6 separate regions of the Mus musculus genome follow, and all the other regions are linked to region 2. Evidence: chromatin contacts called from public HiChIP or PLAC-seq and promoter capture Hi-C data. All regions are on one chromosome and are shown on one strand. The core of a region is the stretch at or near the end of the contact, and the rest is flanking DNA. Distances in the headings are between cores, read along the strand shown. Region 1 holds the start of Szrd1 (SUZ RNA binding domain containing 1). Region 2 holds the start of Epha2 (Eph receptor A2). Region 3 holds the start of Zbtb17 (zinc finger and BTB domain containing 17). Region 4 holds the start of Necap2 (NECAP endocytosis associated 2). Region 5 holds the start of Crocc (ciliary rootlet coiled-coil, rootletin). Region 6 holds the start of Spen (spen family transcription repressor).

Region 1 (2,866 bases), core at 269-2,768, 160 kb before region 2:
CTATAAAAATCTTATTTGTTGAGTGTGGTGGCGCACGCCTTTAATCCTAGCACTCTGAAGGCAGAGGCAGGGAGACCTCTGTGATTTTGAGGCCAGCCTGGTCTACCTGGTGAATTCCAGAAAAGCCAGGGCTATATAGAGATCTTGTCTCAAAAACACCAAAACCAAACAAACACACACTTTCTTGATTCAAGGGGAATGTACCTTAAACCTCTATTAAATAATCGCTGAACCAAGCAGGCCTTCCAAGGCTCGTTAATGCTAAGTCGAAAAGCATCACCAATCTTTCGAGAAATGCTGAACTAGCGGAAAAAACTTCGAGGCCAAGTTTCAACATTCCTGTGAAGATACACCACTGCTGTGCTGGTTAGAAGCGCTAGGGGAAGACAGACCCAACTCCTCCTCTATCCTAGTATATGTGACTCCCCACACATAAACTTTTGAGGTGAATGTCACCGGAGCGGAGCCCAGCCCAGCCCAGCCCAGCCCGGCCCGGCCCGGCCCGGCCCAGCCCGGCCCAGCCCAGGCGCGGACACATGGTCACCAAAGAGACATTTCCGTCTCCACGAGGGTTAGCTTCGAACCTCAAACTCTGAAATTACCACGAGAATCACGAATCTAATAGAGGAGTTCCTACTTGGGATAATTTTTCCTTTTCCTGTAACTTTTGGGGGCAAGCAAAAACTCTCACTCGCATCATACCGATCGGTAATCTCCCCTTCTCGCAGGCATGAGGCTATCTTACAAATCACACCCTTCTTCCTTTCCCTTCCCTCCACTCAGAAGAACGTAGTCCGAGATCCTTCCCACTGCGCAGATCTTAGGGTGGGTCCCGGGGAAGAGCAGATGCTTTGCAGAGTTTAGGGGAGCTCTGCTGAGATCCCCGGAAAACTCGGACTAAAACTGAAAGAGGAAAAGGGAAAGGAAGAGAAAAAACCAGGCTCGCTCACCGCGGCGGAAGGCGCACAGCGGCGGGGGATTTCGGCCCAGAGCCCAGTGGTCCCAGAGGACACATGGTCGCTTGCTCCCCGCTGTCTCGGGGCCTCCTCCCGCTCTTCCTCCGAGCCAGGCACTCCACCCGAGCCCCTCCCTCACCAGACGGAGCTCAAGAACTTTAAAATGGTCCCTAGGGCGCGGGGGACCAGAGAGAGTTGCCCCGGGGTAGAAGGTGGGGCGCCCAGAGCGAAGCGCACACCGCTGGGCGGAGAGGCACCCGGCAAAGGTGGAGAGAGAAATGGAACGCGGCCCCTTTAAGAGGCCTTCACGGCGATCCGGGACCGGGGGCCTCTCTTCCACCTCCGGCCCGGCGTGGGAGACCCTTCCTTGGGGAAAACTCTCCCCAGACCCACTCCCCGGAGGCTTCCCTCACGCCAGGTCCGCCCAGCCCTACCGCGGGGCGGCAGCTCCTCCTTACCCCGCTGTCTGCCGCCTCCTCCCAGCTCTCAGCGACCTCCTCATCTTCCATCTTACTCGCCGCTTTCCCTCCTCCCCCAACCCCTCCCCGCGCCTGCGCCTTGAAGCGCGCCTGAGTCGCGGGCGGAGGCACGCAGGGCTTTCCTCAATGGACCACGCCCCCTCCCCCAGCCCGGAAGAGGCGCCCGGCCAGGTCCTCCACTCGCCTGGTCTGCCATCTTGGAAGAGGGCAGGGAAGTCAGATCGGCCTCCATCTTTCATGAGGTCAATACGCTCGCTGGTTTACTGAATGAGAGAGTTCAAGTGACGTTACCTGCTCCAGTTCGGGAACTGTGTGCTTTGGAACCATCGTTTCTTAAGGGCAGGCAATGATTGAAAATTAATTTTTTTTTCAAAAATTGAATCTCAAAAGAAAAAAAGTGAGTCTAAGTTTTTCTAAGCTACAGGTCACATGTTTGTTTTACAGCATTTTTTTTTTTTTTTAAGGTGTGCGCCACCACACCCGGTAACCAGTCATACTTTTTTTTTTTTCTAAGATTTATTTATTTATATGTAAGTACACTGTAGCTGTCTTCAGACACTCCAGAAGAGGGAATCAGATCTCGTTAGGATGGTTGTGAGCCACCATGTGGTTGCTGGGATTTGAACTCCAGGCCTTTGGAAGAGCAGTCTGGAAGAGCAGTCGGGTGCTCTTACCCACTGAGCCATCTCACCAGCCCTGTTTTACAACATTCTTGAGACATTTCTATACTTAAAGAAAGGATTAAAAAGCATCTTTGGCCGGACGTGGTGGCGCACGCCTTTAATCCCAGCACTCAGGAGGCAGAGGCAGGCGGATTTCTGAGTTGGAGGCCAGCCCGGTCTACAAAGTGAGTTCCAGGACAGCCAGGGCTACACAGAGAAACCCTGTCTCGAGAGGAAAAAAGAAAAAAGCATCTCTGGGCTGGAGATATGGCTCAGCAGTTAAGCGCACAGCCTGCTCTTACAGAGGTCCTGAGTTCAAATCCCAGCAACCACATGGCTCCCAACCATCTGTAATGAGATCTGGAGTGTCTGAAGACAGCTACAGTATCAGTATACTTACAGATAAATAAATTAAAACATCTTTAAAAAAAAGAAAGAAAAGAATTAAGGCAGCAGGAAGAAAAGACTCAGACAGCTGAAGATGGTGAGAAGCATGGCATTAGGAAGCAGGCACTGCCTGAGCAGTGCTGGCCCTCGCCTTTAATCCAGCACTCAGGAGGCAGAGGCAGGGGAATCTCTGTGAGTTTACAGAATGAGTTCTAGGACAGCCCCTGTCTCAAAAATTAAACCAAAAGGAAACAAGACAACAACCACCACCCTCCTCCCACACACACCTTATTATACTGAAGAGTCACAACCGGTATCTGACTTCCCTTAAAAATTCTAAGGGGGTCGCCGGGACGCGTTTAATCCCAGCACTTGGGAGGCA
Region 2 (2,761 bases), core at 109-2,608:
TAACACACAAGTCGCTCACGGATTCCCATACACTAACCCTTATGACCCAGCTCAGATGCTCCGGTACTTCATCCAAACATGCTCACACATACATGTCCAGCCACTCTCCTTCTCAGAAGACATAGCCTTCTCTCCCATCATCCATCCCTGATCAAAGGCTTTAATTAACCCCAACACCTATAATTAACCCTTTCTCTCCCCCTCCAGGGGAAATGTCTGAACCCGTTTCTCAGAAACAGGCGCCAAGGCCAAGCTGGTGGGTAGGACCCCAGGAGGAGCACCTGGTACCAGAGTTGTATAATATGGGCCAGGATGACCAGGGACTGGGGAGTCACAGAGAGGAAGGCCAGGGACTAGGAGGTGGGCAGAAAGGTCCACGGAGAACCAAGCCTGCTACAGCTGTTCCCTTTCCACTGGCCAAATGGTAACAGAGCAACAGGCAGTTGTGGGTGACTGGACTGGCTGCCTGGTTCACTTCACATCCGTTTGTTTCACTGACTCTAGACGCCAAGAGAAGAGATGAACTCAGATTTGAGGAACCTTGGCAGAGGAAGGGTGGGTAGGAGGCAGACATCCCCAAGGTATCAAAACGTAATCTCATTCTGTCACCCAGGGATCAGGGGACAAGGGTGTTCTGTTGGAGTTCAGAGGCAGAGGTCAAGAGTTACCCATGAGGGTGTGTGCTGGGTCCCCAAATGGAAGTGGTTAAAGCAGGTCAGGGCCCAGCTTCAAGTCCTGTGACTTGTCTGTGACTGTTGAGTTGTGCAGCCTTTGGGTATCCTAGGGTACCTTGGAACCTTATCTTAAGCCCTCCACTCTAAAGTGAAGACACCTGCATGTCTGACATGTTCCCAGAGGCACTACTCTTGGTACACAGCTTAGAGGACCTTCCTGGGTGTGGCATATCTTCTGGGGGACTCAGGAGCAAGTGTGTATGTGTGTTTGTGTGTGTGTGTGTGTGTGTGTGTGTGTGTTATCAGGAGTTCTTGTTCTTGTTCTTTTTCTTTTTCTATTTTTTGGTTTTTTGAGGCCCTTTGCTACGGAAGCTTCTACTTCTCAGATTTACAATTCACATCTTGAAGCCCAAGGGCAAAAGGGGAGAGTAGGCACAAATTCATTCCACATATTTGGACACTAACCCTGGTGGCGCTTTGAAATGAGAAATCTCCTCAAGGTTTGCACACGAAGGCCCACGCACTGGCCCCCTCAATCCTCCCCAAATTCCTGACCTCCCCCCCAACCCCAACTTCCCTCTGGCTTCCCCGCCCTCTAGTCAGGGTGTCAGTCCGGCCCCTTTAAAGACATTCCTGAGGGCGTGGTTTCGGTGACGTCAGCGCAGGGCATGAATGAACAGGAGCGGGTTCTCACCCAACTTCCATTAAGGACTTGGAGCAGGAGGGTAGAAGTTGTCTCTGTCGGCGGGCGGGCAGGATTGGGGCACCGAGACCGGCGTGCGGACAGCAGGGATCGCGGGGAGCGAGGGGTGCGGCATGGAGCTCCGGGCAGTCGGTTTCTGCCTGGCGCTGCTGTGGGGTTGCGCGCTGGCGGCCGCGGCGGCACAGGGAAAGGAAGGTGAGTGTCTACGCGGTCGGTGGCCGCAGCCTAGCAGGGACTCCGGGACATGGGACCCCGGGCGCCCCAGCCTCCTCTCTGGGACGCACCTTTGGAAACTGACTTATGGCTGCTGGGTCTCAGTGCGCAAGGTTAGGCAGAGCGCGCGGGCTGCGGTCCGGAACGATCTTGGGGATCCATACCCTGAGATCCTAGGTTCTCTGGAACTAAGGGATCTCGGCTGGGGCGCGCAGGGCTCGGAGGCCGCGGGAAGGGGGACGCGGCGCCCGCCACGCGGTTTCAGCCCTGTGGCGGCTTCTGGAGCGGGACCCCCGCAGGGCGCTCTCGGTCCCTCAGAGGAAAGGACGCTCAGTAGGGTTTTCCCGGCGATCAGCCTCTTAGTAACCCGAGTTCACTTAACTCATCATCTGCCCCGATTTCTCGCGGAAGGCATTTGGATGCAGGCCCTGCTTTTTGGGGAGGGGTCCTCTCGGTGCCCTGCACCAAGCAAAAGAGTCTCTCTACGCCCCATCCGATTTTTCACTGGGGTCCTTTGGGCCAGCATTGGGAGCGCCTGGGGTCAGCCCCGGCCACTCACACCTTCCCTCCTTCCCAAGCTGCCCTCCCAGGTTCGGGAGACAGGTTAAGGGCTGGGAGCGAGTACAGGAAGTCCCAAAGTCAAGTGTTCTGAGCAAGGGGTGACTCAGAAGGAGGAAATGCGGCAGGTGGGGTTGCGGCTTCCCGCGGTGTGGAGCCGTCATCTCGGGGCCACGGGGAGCCCAGGCACCTGGAGGTGGGGGAGTGAATCACCTGCCCCCGCCCCAGCGTCTTGGAGCCACGCAAGGTGAGGGGGCCCGCACAGGTTGCCTTTGCTCAAGGCCGCAGCCGGGGGTGTGCTTGGGGGCGTTGTCCCTCAGCTAGGGTCTCCGAGAGGGTGGGAATTCCTGCCCTGCCCTTGGCCGAGGATCTTCCTGTCTACCCAGCCGGAGCTAGCTGGCTTCCGTTTCCCACAGCAAAAACTTTTCTCTGCTTTTGGGCATAGCAAGTCTTCTGCCGACTCCAGCTAGGGGTCGGGGGGTGAAGCGCAGAGGAACCCTTTGGGGTGAGAAGTTTCCTTATTCTTTTCGCCTTCCACGTTGGGAGGGTAAAAGGCCAGACTGGAGCTCTTGAAGGGTGGAGAGTTAGGGGTAAACGGGGTGTTAGATCCTGG
Region 3 (2,700 bases), core at 41-2,540, 140 kb after region 2:
CATAGTAATTAAATACAAACCCACCCTGGCTGCCAGCCCTGACCTTCTTCATGCCCTTCCCATATCACTTCCTCCCTGGGAATGGAGCCTGCATTCTCAGTCATGCTAGGCTAGTATTTTACCACTGACCTACATCTTTAGTTCTAATCTAATTTCCAACCTTCAGGACACTGAAGCCTGAGGTTTCCATACGATAGGTTGACTGGCCAATAAATCCCTGGGATTACAGAATGCACCACTCCTAGATTTTATTACTATTATTTATTTAATGTTTACTTAAATTCTATGAGTATTTTGCCTGCATGCTTGTATGTATGTCTAATTCCTGCAAATAGCAGAAGGCATCAGATCTCTTGAAATTGGAGTCACCATGTGGGTGCCGGGAATCGAAGCCAAGTTCTCTACAAGAGCAAAAGTGTCCTTAACCTCTGAGCTATCTCTCCTGCCAGCCCCCTGGCTTTTACCGTGGTTTTCAAGATAGAGCTTGTGTAGCAAGCAAGCACTTGTGCCACTGACCTGGCCCGCGGGTCAGTAAACAGGGTCTGAGAGAGAGAGAGTGGGGACAGGGGCAAGAGACGCGAAGAATGGAGACAAGACAGGCTATCTGATCAAATCTCATTTATTGGAAGGCAACTATGGGTATATATGCACTTGCTGGGAGTATGGCAGGAGATACTTAACCACAAATCCAGGATATGTAAGAGAAAAACAAGATGTTATCAGAGTGTGTTCAGCTGTGGTGGGCTTCTTGCAAAAACATCATGGTAGGAAAACAAGTCTCTTGTCAGGGTGGAAAAGTACCAACTTGTAAGTAAATAGCCCGAGATGGCTGCAGAGATGACAGCCGCTTTCTGCTAGGAGTCGGCTCCCAACAGGCCACTGAGTAATTTATTTACCCAGTCCGAGTTGCTGGGTTTGATCCCTAATACAACAAACAAACAAATAAATAAAATTACCAAAACCATAAAGGGAGTCACAAGTAGGTCCACATCTTTCCTTTGTCACAAAGATGTTTGAGTAATCCTTTTGCACCTAAGTTTTCACTCCTCCCAAAGAGAGGAGAAAGAACTCGGTTGTATCGTGTGAGCAATGAGACAATAAACAGTAAAGAGCTTAACACAGAGTCCGGTGCACAGCAAGTGTCCCGGCAGCTCTCTGTGGAGCCGGAAAACAAGGGTTAAAAGAGGTCCAACTCCAGAAGAGCACTAACTTTCGGCTGGCACGGCGCATGCGCCTGCCGGCGGTCGCGCACCTCGGACGAGCGCTGCGCCAGCGACGGAAGTCCCAGCCGGGAAGCCAGCGAGGTCGGTTCCGCCCGGTTCTAACATGGCGGCGCCCTTTGTCTGCTGTGAAGCGCTGCCCCCGGCCTTCTCGCGGCCGTGATGCACCTCCATCTGTGGTGGGGTTCGGGACATGGCAGGTGAGGCCCGGGCGGCGCCAGCGGTCCGGAAGTCCCGGGAGGCGGGACCCGAGGCGGCCGGGGACCGGGGCCACGGGACGCCGGGACGGTTGTGTGGGGGAGGGGAGGCCCGGGCGGAGGGCGCCGCGGGGCCCCGGGGCGGCGGGAGCGGCCCGGAGGGGTGGCCATGCACCCGCGCGGCCGACGGGGCGCGAGTCGCCTCCCGGGCTGGGTGACACCGCGGCTGGTGGCATCTCCGCCCCCGCCGCCGGGCTGTCACCGCCCCCTGACCCCGCGCGCCGGCTGCGGCGGGTGGGCGTGCTGCGGCCGCGTGGGGGCGAAGTGCGGGGCGGCGCGGGGCTGGTGGGGGCGACCTGGATGTGTCCCGGACCGGGAGCCGCACTGACCTCCCGTCACAGACCGTTCATTCATTCACTCGTCATCCATCCCACCATCCCTCCATCCCGTTTCCCTCGTTTCTCTCCGCCCCTGACAGATCTGAGGACAGAGCAGAAGTGCGGGCGGACTGGGTCCCCGAGTGCGACTAGGGTTCTCAGCTCCAAGCGGAGACTCTCTCCACCCCAGTATCCTCATCCTTAAAATGGGGTTATAATAAAATCTGTCTTCTGAGATGTGTGAGGGGTTACGTGGTATGTTGTCCAGGGCCTAGCATGGCCAGTTAAGAGCGTGAACGCGTGGAAAGTCCCTTGCTGCTGTTAAGTGTCATCACCGGCATCAGCGTTCAGAGCTCAGAGACTCACGTGGGAGAGAGAAACGGGCTTTCCAGATGTCAGTGCGCTGCAGGAAGGGAGCCTGACTTGGGAAACCGTACACAGTTTAGGTGAACCTAGGGAGTCCCCGTGTTTCAGAAAGCTGAGCCGAAAGGTTCCACGGGGGAGTGAGGCAGAAGGACAAGGGCATCCTAAGTTGAAGGTGTTGTCTGTACGAATGTTCAAGCTCCTCTTCCTCCGTCAGAGGTGGGTGGTAAAGTCAGCAGGCTCAGCTGAAGTCTTTGGGGATGCTGCAAACCCAGTTCAGCACTTTAACTTTTAGGTTAATGGGAAGGCATTTAAGAAGCCGGTTTGTGGACCAGAAAGATCACAGGTTGAGGCAGGCTGAAGAGGCATAAAGGAGTGGGCCTGAAATCAGTTAGAGATTGCTAGATGCTGGGTGGTGGTGGTGAACTTCTTTAATCCCGGCATTTGGGAGGCAGACAGGTGGATCTCTGAGTTTGAGGCCAGCTTGGGCTACAGAGAGAGTTCTAGGACAGCCAGGGCTACACAGAGAAACTCTGTCTCATG
Region 4 (2,869 bases), core at 232-2,731, 220 kb before region 2:
AGAGCCCGAAAGGTTGAGTGTAGGGCGGGCAGCTTCCTCTGTATCAAACCAGCCTGGCTGGATACTTGGTGACCCCACCCTCCGGAGGATCAAGAGAAGCTAACCCTAGTCTACTGAACGAAGACCCAACAGATAGGGGTAGACTGCCAATCTCCGGTTTGATAACAAGAAAGGAAAGGGAGACAGCTGTGGAGATGATTCGGTGCAGATGAGCAAGCTTGAGGCCCCGAGTTTGGATCTCTAGCGCCTAAAAGCCAGGTCTGGCTCCAGCTACCTGTAGACCCTCCACTGTGTGGGGTGGGGCAGAGAAAGGAGTTTCACTGGGCTTGCTGAACACCTAGTCTAGATGAAAACAGCCAACCCCAGCTTCAGTTAGGGGCCACCTCAAGGGAACAACGGACATGAAAAAAGCAAGACACTGGCTGGAACTCCTGTGGCTTCTGCATGCACCCGCACCACACCCAGACACGCAAAAGCAAGCACAGGCAGCTGTAGCTTGCTGACCTCCATTCTTGTCATTTTAATATTATTTTAAAATCATCGCACCGACACAGTTAAGTGTTCTAAGATACCCATTCAGAAAATGTTATGAGCCTGTGTTACATAGCGCAAAGGGCAGATGGAGTTGGCCCTCCAACACATTTGTGGTACCCGACGACCTGTTTCCAAACAACTCAGACACCCATCGCCTTCGAGAGCCACCCAGCCTAAGTAGCAACACCCCACCACAGGGCACAGGACACACCACGTATTTTTCATCTTTTTCAGTTAGGGAAGGTGTCCAACTTTGTGTCTCCTCTCCTAGACTAGAGTCCTGGGTTCCCTTCCGGAGACACTCCGTGTGTTTACAGGCATTTGAGTTTATTTGCCTCAGGTGACGCTCACTCAAGACAAGGGCGGCGGTATCCTCCCAGCTGCAAGTATGTTGTGATCAGGGGTGAAACTGGGGTCAGGAGAGCCGGAGATAGGAACAGCGTCCCTGGGCTTCGTGGGACGGGTCCCCCAGATGGCCGGGTTCCCTCCCGTGCCCTCCCGGCGGGGATTTCCGCGGGTGGCAGGGTTTTCTGGGATCCCGTCACGACTGTCGGTTAGCGCTGTGACACGACCCGTAGACCCCGCCGAGGGAACCCACTGCGCTCTCGGGTCCCCAGGAGCTGGCTGCGACCGTTGCCGGCGTCCCGCTGACGGCTCAGGGCCAGCGACCCCTCCTAAGTCTGGCCCCGATTAAAGTAGCCACAGGGCTCCATCCTTTCCGCCCCTAAACCCGACAACCGGTCCTCGTCCCCCGCAGTGCATGCCGGGGCGGGGGACGGGAAGATTAAGCCAGGAACGGTCACCTGTAACCACGGTTGGTGGCCCGCGGCGGGATGCGGTAGACGTGGACCTCCGGCTTGACACACAGAACAGACTCGTACTCACTCTCCTCCATCTCTATCGCCCGAGCCCTCGGGACTTCCGGCTTCTCCCCGCCCCTTCAGGACCGGAAGTGATGCGACTCTATGACCAAGTTCTGTCTAGAGCGGAAGCTCCGGGGGACCCCCCGATCGCTCCCGAGTGCCCTCTGCCGGGCGCCTCAGATCAGACCGTGAAGCGATTGCTCTCTGCTGCTGTGGGACCTGAGAAGCTCGAGATGCCGCTGATCTGAGCCTAATCCCGAACCTGGTTGTAGTTCAAACTCTATACCCTAGACCAGGGTGGCTGATATGCAAGATACCCTGCAGCCCTGCCCTTCTGACGGAATGTCCTTGTCCCCGCCAATCCCAGAAGGTTCTCAGAGGCTTCTGGAGGAATCTCGCTCCACAACTTTTTATAACCTACTATGTGCGCAAGGCCCCAGTGGCTTAGCGCAACAGGAGTACAAATCAAAGTTGTGAACCAAAGTTCCTGGTTGTCTTTGCTGTGAAGAGACACTATGACCAAGGCAACACTTACAAAAAGAAATCCTTTCATTGGGGGCTTGCTTACAGTTTCAGAGGCTTAGTCCATGATTAGCATGCGGGAGAGCATGGCGGCATGCAGGCAGGCGTGATACCAGAGAAGCAGCTGAGAGCTGTACGTCATGATCCTGGTGGGGGTGGAAGGGCCACAGCACACAGGGATGGGGCGGGAGGAAGGGGAGCACGGACGACAGTGACCCGGGCCTGATACGGGCTTTTGGAAAACTCAAAGACCAAACCCCCATCACAGCTTTTCCAACGAGGACACACCTCCTAATCCTTCCACGAGGTTGATCACTTGTGAAAAGCTAGAATAAGGCAGATTGGGAGGCGAATTGATTTTGAGTTATCTTGACCCTCTAAATAGCCATTTATTGGCCACCTCTGTATGTGACCTAAGATCCTTGTGACTATTAGGTAAATCCTTTGGAAGGTACAAATGCCAGCTTTCACCAATAAAGGCTAAGAATGTCATCAGATAGCAAGTAAGGGCCATAAATGATGTTTCCCGGCTTTGCGGTGACTCACCTGCCTGAGGTCTCCACCAACGGTTTGAAAAATGCCTCGGTTTGATGTTTGTTTTGTTTTGTTGATTTTTTGGGTTTTTTGTTTTTGTTGGTTTTTTTTGAGACAGGGTTTCTCTGTGTAGCCCAGGCTGTCCTGGAACTCATTTTGTAGACCAGGCTGGCCTCAAACTCAGAAATCCACCTGCCTCTGCCTCCCGAGTGCTGGGATTAAAGGCGTGTGCCACCACGCCTGGCTCAGTTTTTTGGTTTTTCGAGACAGGATTTCTCTGTGCAGTCCTGGCTGTCCTGGAACTCACTCTGTAGACCAGGCTGGCCTCGAACTCCGAAATCTGCCCGCCTCTGCCTCCCAAATGCTGGGATTAAAGGTGTGCGACACCACGGCCGGGCTAATGCCTCGGTTTATAA
Region 5 (2,798 bases), core at 98-2,597, 250 kb before region 2:
AGCTCACACCATCTCCGGTAGAAAATTCAGTATCTGGTGTTCAAATCTGAAGCAATGAGTGGAAAGGGCTAGCCCCGCCCTCTCTTAAAGCTGTGCCACATGGGGAGTAAATAAAATAATTGCATCTCAGGCTCTGGAGGCTCCTTCATCACAGAGCTGTGCCTGTCTCCCTATGTGCATTCAAGGAGTAGGGTCTGGGGCTGAGCACGTGGATCAGCACATTAGGGCACTTGCTACACACAAGCATGAGTATCTAAGTTCAAATCCCAGCACCCATGTACAAAGCTGGGCATGGCCCCTCGGGCACCTGTAACCCAAAAGCGACTTGGCAAAGAGCCGAGAAAATCAGTAGGACTTGCTGGCTGGCAGCCTAGCTCCAAGCTGTGCGAGATCCTGAGGTAAGGGAAGCGGTGGAGAACACCAGAGCACTTCTTTGTCATCCTCGTGCTCACAGGAAATGTACCTGTACACACGTGTGTATGAGCCACACATTACAACATACATGTATTCGCGCACGTGTGTGCACGCTTACCGACACACACACACACACACACAGCACTACACTACACAGCAGCACCATCTGTGTCCCTGCTGCTGAGAAGGGAGAAGGACCTGGACAGGGTAGGGAGGTGGTACCTGGGGTCTCAGGCCGGGAGAGGTTGCTGGCGATGACCTCCCTGGCGCAGACAAGCAGGCTGGCTCCCTGGAAGTCCTGGACCCGGTTCTGCACACTCAGGCTCTTCTCTTGGTTTGGTCCCAGAACACAGTTCTCCAGAGACTGTGAGAAGAGAGAGTTTTCAGGGATCCTAGACCCCTGACTTCCTGGCCTGAGAGTTGGGCAAATCCTGTGGCCCAAGTCCTAGAGAAACTAGGAAACAAGGGTAAACTGCAGAGAGCGCCTGCTCAGTGTCTCTCCTAGCGCTGGGCCCCAGCAGGACCTGAAGGGCAGAGAAGGTAGGAGGATCTTGCTGTGCCAGAGGCCAGTAATCCCTAAAGTCCACGAGGGGCCCTTCCCCCACTACTGTGCACTGAGATTAAGGAGTCCCAGCACTGGCCTGTGTGGCCCCCTGACCTGCAAACTGCAACCCTCGCACACTTCCCCACACTTCCCTCCACTCACCACCTCTCACCACTACTACAAGGTCGGTTCTTCTGCCCTGCTCTGCCCCTGGACAGGGTGGACACGGCCCGGCCCTCCGGACCCACCTGGATCACAATCTCCAGTGCCAGCTGAGCCTGCAGAGATCCTGCCAGCCCCAGGCTCATGGAGAGGGGGGTCTGTGGGCACTCCACAGCCCCCCTCCTCAAAGTACAGAGGTCGAAGAGCGTCTCAGCTACATGCACCAACGCACTAACACACCAATGCCAGGCTGCTGGGCTGAGCAGCCCGGCAGATTAAGCTTAAATCCGATGGTGCCCCCACGTGACTACGCAGGGGGTGGGGAGGGACTCAGAAGGGAGAGGAGGGGAAGAGCAGCAGGAATCAGAGGTGCATGAGGAGGGAGGGCCCAGACAGCACTCAGGGAGGAGACCATGAATGGTAGGGAACAGTGTTCCCCACTCCCTCCTCCCTCCCCAGTCTGTGGGCACTGCAGCCTTACAAGCCCGGCTGCCCGAGGCCAGAGTCCCTAGCTCACAGAGCATCTTCTCTGACCCGGAACGGGCGAGCTCACGTGGTCTGCTCAGAACCTATTTACAGCCTGCTGCTAGGCAGGGAGATGCTTGTGCACTACAGGTTGGAAGCAAAGAAAGCAGGCGCTCAGACAAGACTAGGAACTGAGCCGGTCCAAGCCCCGCCCCCGGCTGTGTCCCAGCATCCTCCTGTGTCAGAGCTGGCACCATTGAGCTCCTGGGAGCAAAGCATCTGCCCGTCCACAGCACATAACTGGGTGCCAGTTCACCCAGGGAACACTGGGTAAACATTGTCTTCACTCAGGAGAAAACTCAACGTGCACAGTCCCTGGGCCCCCAAAGTCTGAGAGCAGTTTCCCTCCCAGAAGCAAGGAGGCTGTGTGGCACAATGGTAAGGACCCGGAGTCGATGGCCTGCCATGTGTTAGCAGTATGGTCCTGGATAAATTACCTCTCCTGGCCTCAGTTTCCCTATCTGTAAACGAGAGTAGGGTCTTTGAGGGAACTGAAGGGTGCTGAAAGCAGGGAGGGGTTCAGAAACACACAGGGCAAGGCTAAGCTCATAGCAGCTCACTTTAGCACTTACCTGCTGGTTTCTACTCTCCAGGTTCCTGAGTTCTAGGGTGTGTCAAATTCATCTAGTCCTCCTATCAGCCTATTTCCGGATGAGCAAAACAAGGCTCAGAGGGGTGGAGGACTCACCTATTCAAGGTGACACACTATGAAGAAGTGTAAGCCTGAAGCTCACCTCCCCTTAGACCAAGCAGACTCCCCAAAATGCCTAAAGGGCAAAGCCAGGCCCCTTGGTCTTCAAGACCTGCTGCGGTATCCAAGTCAGAGAGAAGGATGCGGTAGGCGCTGCATACACACACTTTAGTCCAGACTGGATCGCTTCTTCCCAACTAAGGAATCCGTACTGCATATGTTTCCAATGTACACCTGGACAAGAAGGTAGGCGCCCCCAAGCTGCTATGGAGGTCTGGAGGCTACCAAAGAGAGCAGCGCAGAGAGAGAAGGGGAGAGAGGACGTTTTACCGGGAGAGTTGTACAGACACAAGCTGAAGAGAGTACAAGCTAGACACAGGACAGAAGAAGCCAGAGAATGAGCCGGAGGCAGAAGATTAGGACAGATTGCCAGAGTTAGTACTAGACCAAGCAGAGCAATTC
Region 6 (2,700 bases), core at 94-2,593, 240 kb after region 2:
TAATTATATTCCCTGCACCGACTGGATAGTGGGAATTCAGAGTACGCCCAACTTGGAACCTTCCAGGGTATTGGATATCAGGAGAAGTGAATTTCCACAGGCGATCGCAGATTTGCTACGTTCTTTCTCAATGTGCGGAAAGTATGAATAAATTCTCATTGTAAGTGGGGTTGCATGCTGAGGCCTCTACCAGTTACCCGGACACGCGTTTCTGGGAGCAAATAAGCGCTAAATGCTACCAACGGGTATGAAAAGCAGCATTTACTTCTTTTCCTTCCACAAGCAAAAAGTATTTAGAGAAACCGAAAAGTCATACCTAATCGCTAAAATTTTGCACTTTTTGGCTACTTCACTAACGAATTCGAGGTGAAGGGTCTATTGTAAAAAAAAAAAAAACAACAAACAAACAAAAACAAAAAAAAAAAACGCTCGGTCACCAGCGCGGCGCGGGAATGCATCCGCAGCGCCAAGCTTGGCGTTCGCGCTCCCTTCCCCGCGAGCTCCGGGACACGGGCAGCCCATTTAGCCGCCGCCGAGCGCCAGGCAGCCCGCTCCGCCCAGCCGCGCAGAGAGCTGAAGCATCCGCCGCTGCACGAATCTCCGGAGAGCGGCCACTGCTCCGGGTGCCTGCCACCTCCCGGTGCCGCACGATGCCAAGCGCGGCTGCGGCGTCCGCACAGCCCGGGCTCTGCGGGCGCTCGGGGCCCCGGCCAGTCGCGCTGGACTGCGAGGCGGCGCGCAAAAAGGCGATCCCGCAGCCCCCCAGCGCTCCCGCTCCTTCGGTGGCCGCACAGCAGCCGCCCGCCCAGAGCGCCGGAGCCAGCCGCGCGTCGCCGCTCTGCCGGTGGCCAGCAACGGGCCGGAGAGGCGCCCGAGGTGCCAGCGCGGCTCCGGGCCTCGTGTCACTCACCGTTTGAAATGCTCGATGATCTTCTCTTCCCGCACGTTCTCCGGTAAGTTTCCCACCCAGAGGTGCCTGGTTTCCCGGACCATGCTGGGCGGTGTGCCGGCGACCGCGGTGGCTGGCTCCCCCTCGCCGGCTTCGTACGCGGCCGTCAGCGCAGGGAGGCGGGCGCCGGGGCGGCGGCGGCGGCGGCTGCGGCGGTGGCGTCGGCAGCGGCGGCGGCTCCTCCGGCTCCCCCCGGTGCAGAGACCATCCCTCTCCCCCAGGTTCTGACTCTCGGGCCTCGCAGCTCCGCTCTGCCGCCACCAAACACCCGAAGCCGACCCTCGCGCTCCGGCGGCGCATGCGCGCGGGCGGCGGCGGGCGGGGGAGCGGGAGGAGGGGCGAGCGAGACCCGGGCGGCCGCGACTACGACGGAGCCGGCGCTGTGGCTGCCGGACGCTTCCCACCGGCGCGCGCGGCCCGCCTCCCGCCGCCTGGCCACCGCCCCCTGGCCGCGGGCGCGCGCGCGTCCTCCCGCCCCGACGCGGAGGGCCTCCCAGCCGGCGCGCAGGCGCGCGGAGCTCGGAAGGGGGAGGAATGCGGAGCCGGGAAGCGGCGCCCGCGCAGTCAGCTTAGTGCGCAGGCGCGCCGGAGGCCGGGAGGCCGGCCGCCGGAGGCGTCGGGGTGGGGGAGGATGGGGCCGCTTCTGCCTGCGGTCAGGCGTTGCTCTGGGGAAACACAAGAGAACCCGGTTAGTTTCCACGCCAAGAGGTTTCTAGAGGCCAAAGTCCCTATGCCTGTCTGCCCTACGGCCCGCCCCTGACCATTTCCGGACGCCTAGATTCCCCGCCTGCTTGGGAAAGTGGTCGGGACCAGGCCACCCTTTTCACCGCCCAGACAAGGGACCAGCGCTGCAGAGAAACCCATCCCTCCCAAGAATCATTGGCTTGTAACATTAAGCAACTTTTTATATAGGAGCTTGCGAAACCTTCTGCAAGATGTCTTTGCTCATGATTACAGTACACACAAGAATTAAAGCTGAAAGGATACAGACATTCCATACTGTTTCCCCTCGGAAGGTTTGGAATAGTTGGTTTTTTAAACAGAGAGTATTAGACCTCCGGCCCTTCCAGACTTTTGAAACTGGCAGTTGACCTTTCATGTAAGGCCGGCTTTCAGAAAGATAAAACCGCAAAAGGCCACTGTGGAGTAACAGAAAAAAAAAATCTTAACTCATTAAAACCGTCAGCAACTCATACTTTAATTTTTCATACACAAAAATAAAATGGTGCTTCGGGTACAGCCTACACTTTTTGTTTCGTTGTGCCCTTAGGGTCTACAAAGTGTGCAGTACACACAAATTAGGGTTCTACCTAAGGACCTCGCCCGCGTCCAACAAGGTGTGTTAATATATCACTAGGCTACATTCCCAGTTCTTGGTAGTGTTTTCTTTGTTTGGCTTAATTTGAAAGGGTCTTCCAGAGCCACTGTTTATATTTTTGAGAAAGGGTCTTATATAGCTCAGGCTAGTCTCACACTTCTAGTTTTGTGCCCACCTCTCAGGACTGAGACTGTAGACCTCGGCTACCATATAACTTCACCAACCGAACAGGCAGTATTTTGAATTGGAAAAAAATCATAAATAATAGCAATAATATTTGGGGTCACATAATTGTTTCTTTTGTTCCATAAAAAGTACTAGGGTTTATTTTTTATTATTTGTTCATTTTAGTCTGCCATATAGCCTAAGTTTATATGTATATAATATATCTTGATATATATATGTGTGTGTGTGTGTCTGTATATATGTATAT

Evidence for each region. HiChIP or PLAC-seq counts read pairs in DNA pulled down with a chosen protein or histone mark. Capture Hi-C pulls out chosen DNA fragments and counts their contacts.
Region 1: a contact with region 2 is called in an H3K4me3 HiChIP or PLAC-seq map of embryonic stem cells, with 37 read pairs. The contact joins the promoter of Szrd1 here to the promoter of Epha2 in region 2. A contact is called at or near these places in 6 of 39 promoter capture datasets (3T3-L1-derived adipocytes, cranial neural crest, liver and 2 more), 5 of 484 Hi-C or Micro-C datasets (Sertoli cells, cardiomyocytes, embryonic stem cells and 2 more), 7 of 115 datasets of contacts at active chromatin or transcription factors (bone marrow-derived macrophages, embryonic stem cells, extraembryonic endoderm stem cells and 1 more) and 3 of 9 other capture datasets (adipose tissue, liver and pancreatic islet).
Region 3: a promoter capture Hi-C map of liver shows a contact between it and region 2. The contact joins the promoter of Zbtb17 here to the promoter of Epha2 in region 2. A contact is called at or near these places in 1 of 39 promoter capture datasets (liver), 3 of 115 datasets of contacts at active chromatin or transcription factors (embryonic stem cells and memory CD8 T cells) and 2 of 9 other capture datasets (adipose tissue and liver).
Region 4: an HNF4G HiChIP or PLAC-seq map of pancreatic cancer cells shows a contact between it and region 2. The contact joins the promoter of Necap2 here to the promoter of Epha2 in region 2. A contact is called at or near these places in 2 of 39 promoter capture datasets (liver and pre-B cells), 2 of 115 datasets of contacts at active chromatin or transcription factors (embryonic stem cells and pancreatic cancer cells) and 4 of 9 other capture datasets (adipose tissue, liver, macrophages and 1 more).
Region 5: a contact with region 2 is called in a promoter capture Hi-C map of pancreatic islet. The contact joins the promoter of Crocc here to the promoter of Epha2 in region 2. A contact is called at or near these places in 2 of 39 promoter capture datasets (liver and pre-B cells), 2 of 115 datasets of contacts at active chromatin or transcription factors (bone marrow-derived macrophages and pancreatic cancer cells) and 1 of 9 other capture datasets (pancreatic islet).
Region 6: a contact with region 2 is called in a FOXA1 HiChIP or PLAC-seq map of pancreatic cancer cells. The contact joins the promoter of Spen here to the promoter of Epha2 in region 2. A contact is called at or near these places in 10 of 39 promoter capture datasets (the 3T3-L1 cell line, cranial neural crest, embryonic stem cells and 5 more), 3 of 484 Hi-C or Micro-C datasets (embryonic stem cells and nephron progenitors) and 7 of 115 datasets of contacts at active chromatin or transcription factors (embryonic stem cells, epiblast stem cells, extraembryonic endoderm stem cells and 3 more).

Annotation. Positions count from the first base shown.
Region 1 is chr4:141,138,278-141,141,143 of GRCm38.p6, forward strand. Szrd1 (SUZ RNA binding domain containing 1) reads right to left here and starts at 1,519. Exons shown (of 4, transcript NM_001025608.2): 1 at 1,415-1,519. The coding sequence starts at 1,465.
Region 2 is chr4:141,299,863-141,302,623 of GRCm38.p6, forward strand. It overlaps Epha2 (Eph receptor A2), which reads left to right and starts at 1,359. Exons shown (of 17, transcript NM_010139.3): 1 at 1,359-1,572. The coding sequence starts at 1,491.
Region 3 is chr4:141,443,383-141,446,082 of GRCm38.p6, forward strand. Zbtb17 (zinc finger and BTB domain containing 17) reads left to right here and starts at 1,291. Exons shown (of 16, transcript NM_009541.2): 1 at 1,291-1,420. Gm42337 reads right to left here. Exons shown (of 4, transcript XM_030253993.1): 3 at 1,211-1,801; 4 at 604-922. The coding sequence ends at 855.
Region 4 is chr4:141,076,876-141,079,744 of GRCm38.p6, forward strand. Necap2 (NECAP endocytosis associated 2) reads right to left here and starts at 1,482. Exons shown (of 8, transcript NM_025383.4): 1 at 1,338-1,482. The coding sequence starts at 1,429.
Region 5 is chr4:141,052,314-141,055,111 of GRCm38.p6, forward strand. Crocc (ciliary rootlet coiled-coil, rootletin) reads right to left here and starts at 1,348. Exons shown (of 37, transcript NM_172122.2): 1 at 1,207-1,348; 2 at 637-778. The coding sequence starts at 1,266.
Region 6 is chr4:141,537,254-141,539,953 of GRCm38.p6, forward strand. Spen (spen family transcription repressor) reads right to left here and starts at 1,344. Exons shown (of 16, transcript NM_019763.2): 1 at 911-1,344. The coding sequence starts at 993. Gm4123 (predicted gene 4123) reads left to right here. Exons shown (of 2, transcript NR_166589.1): 2 at 1-164.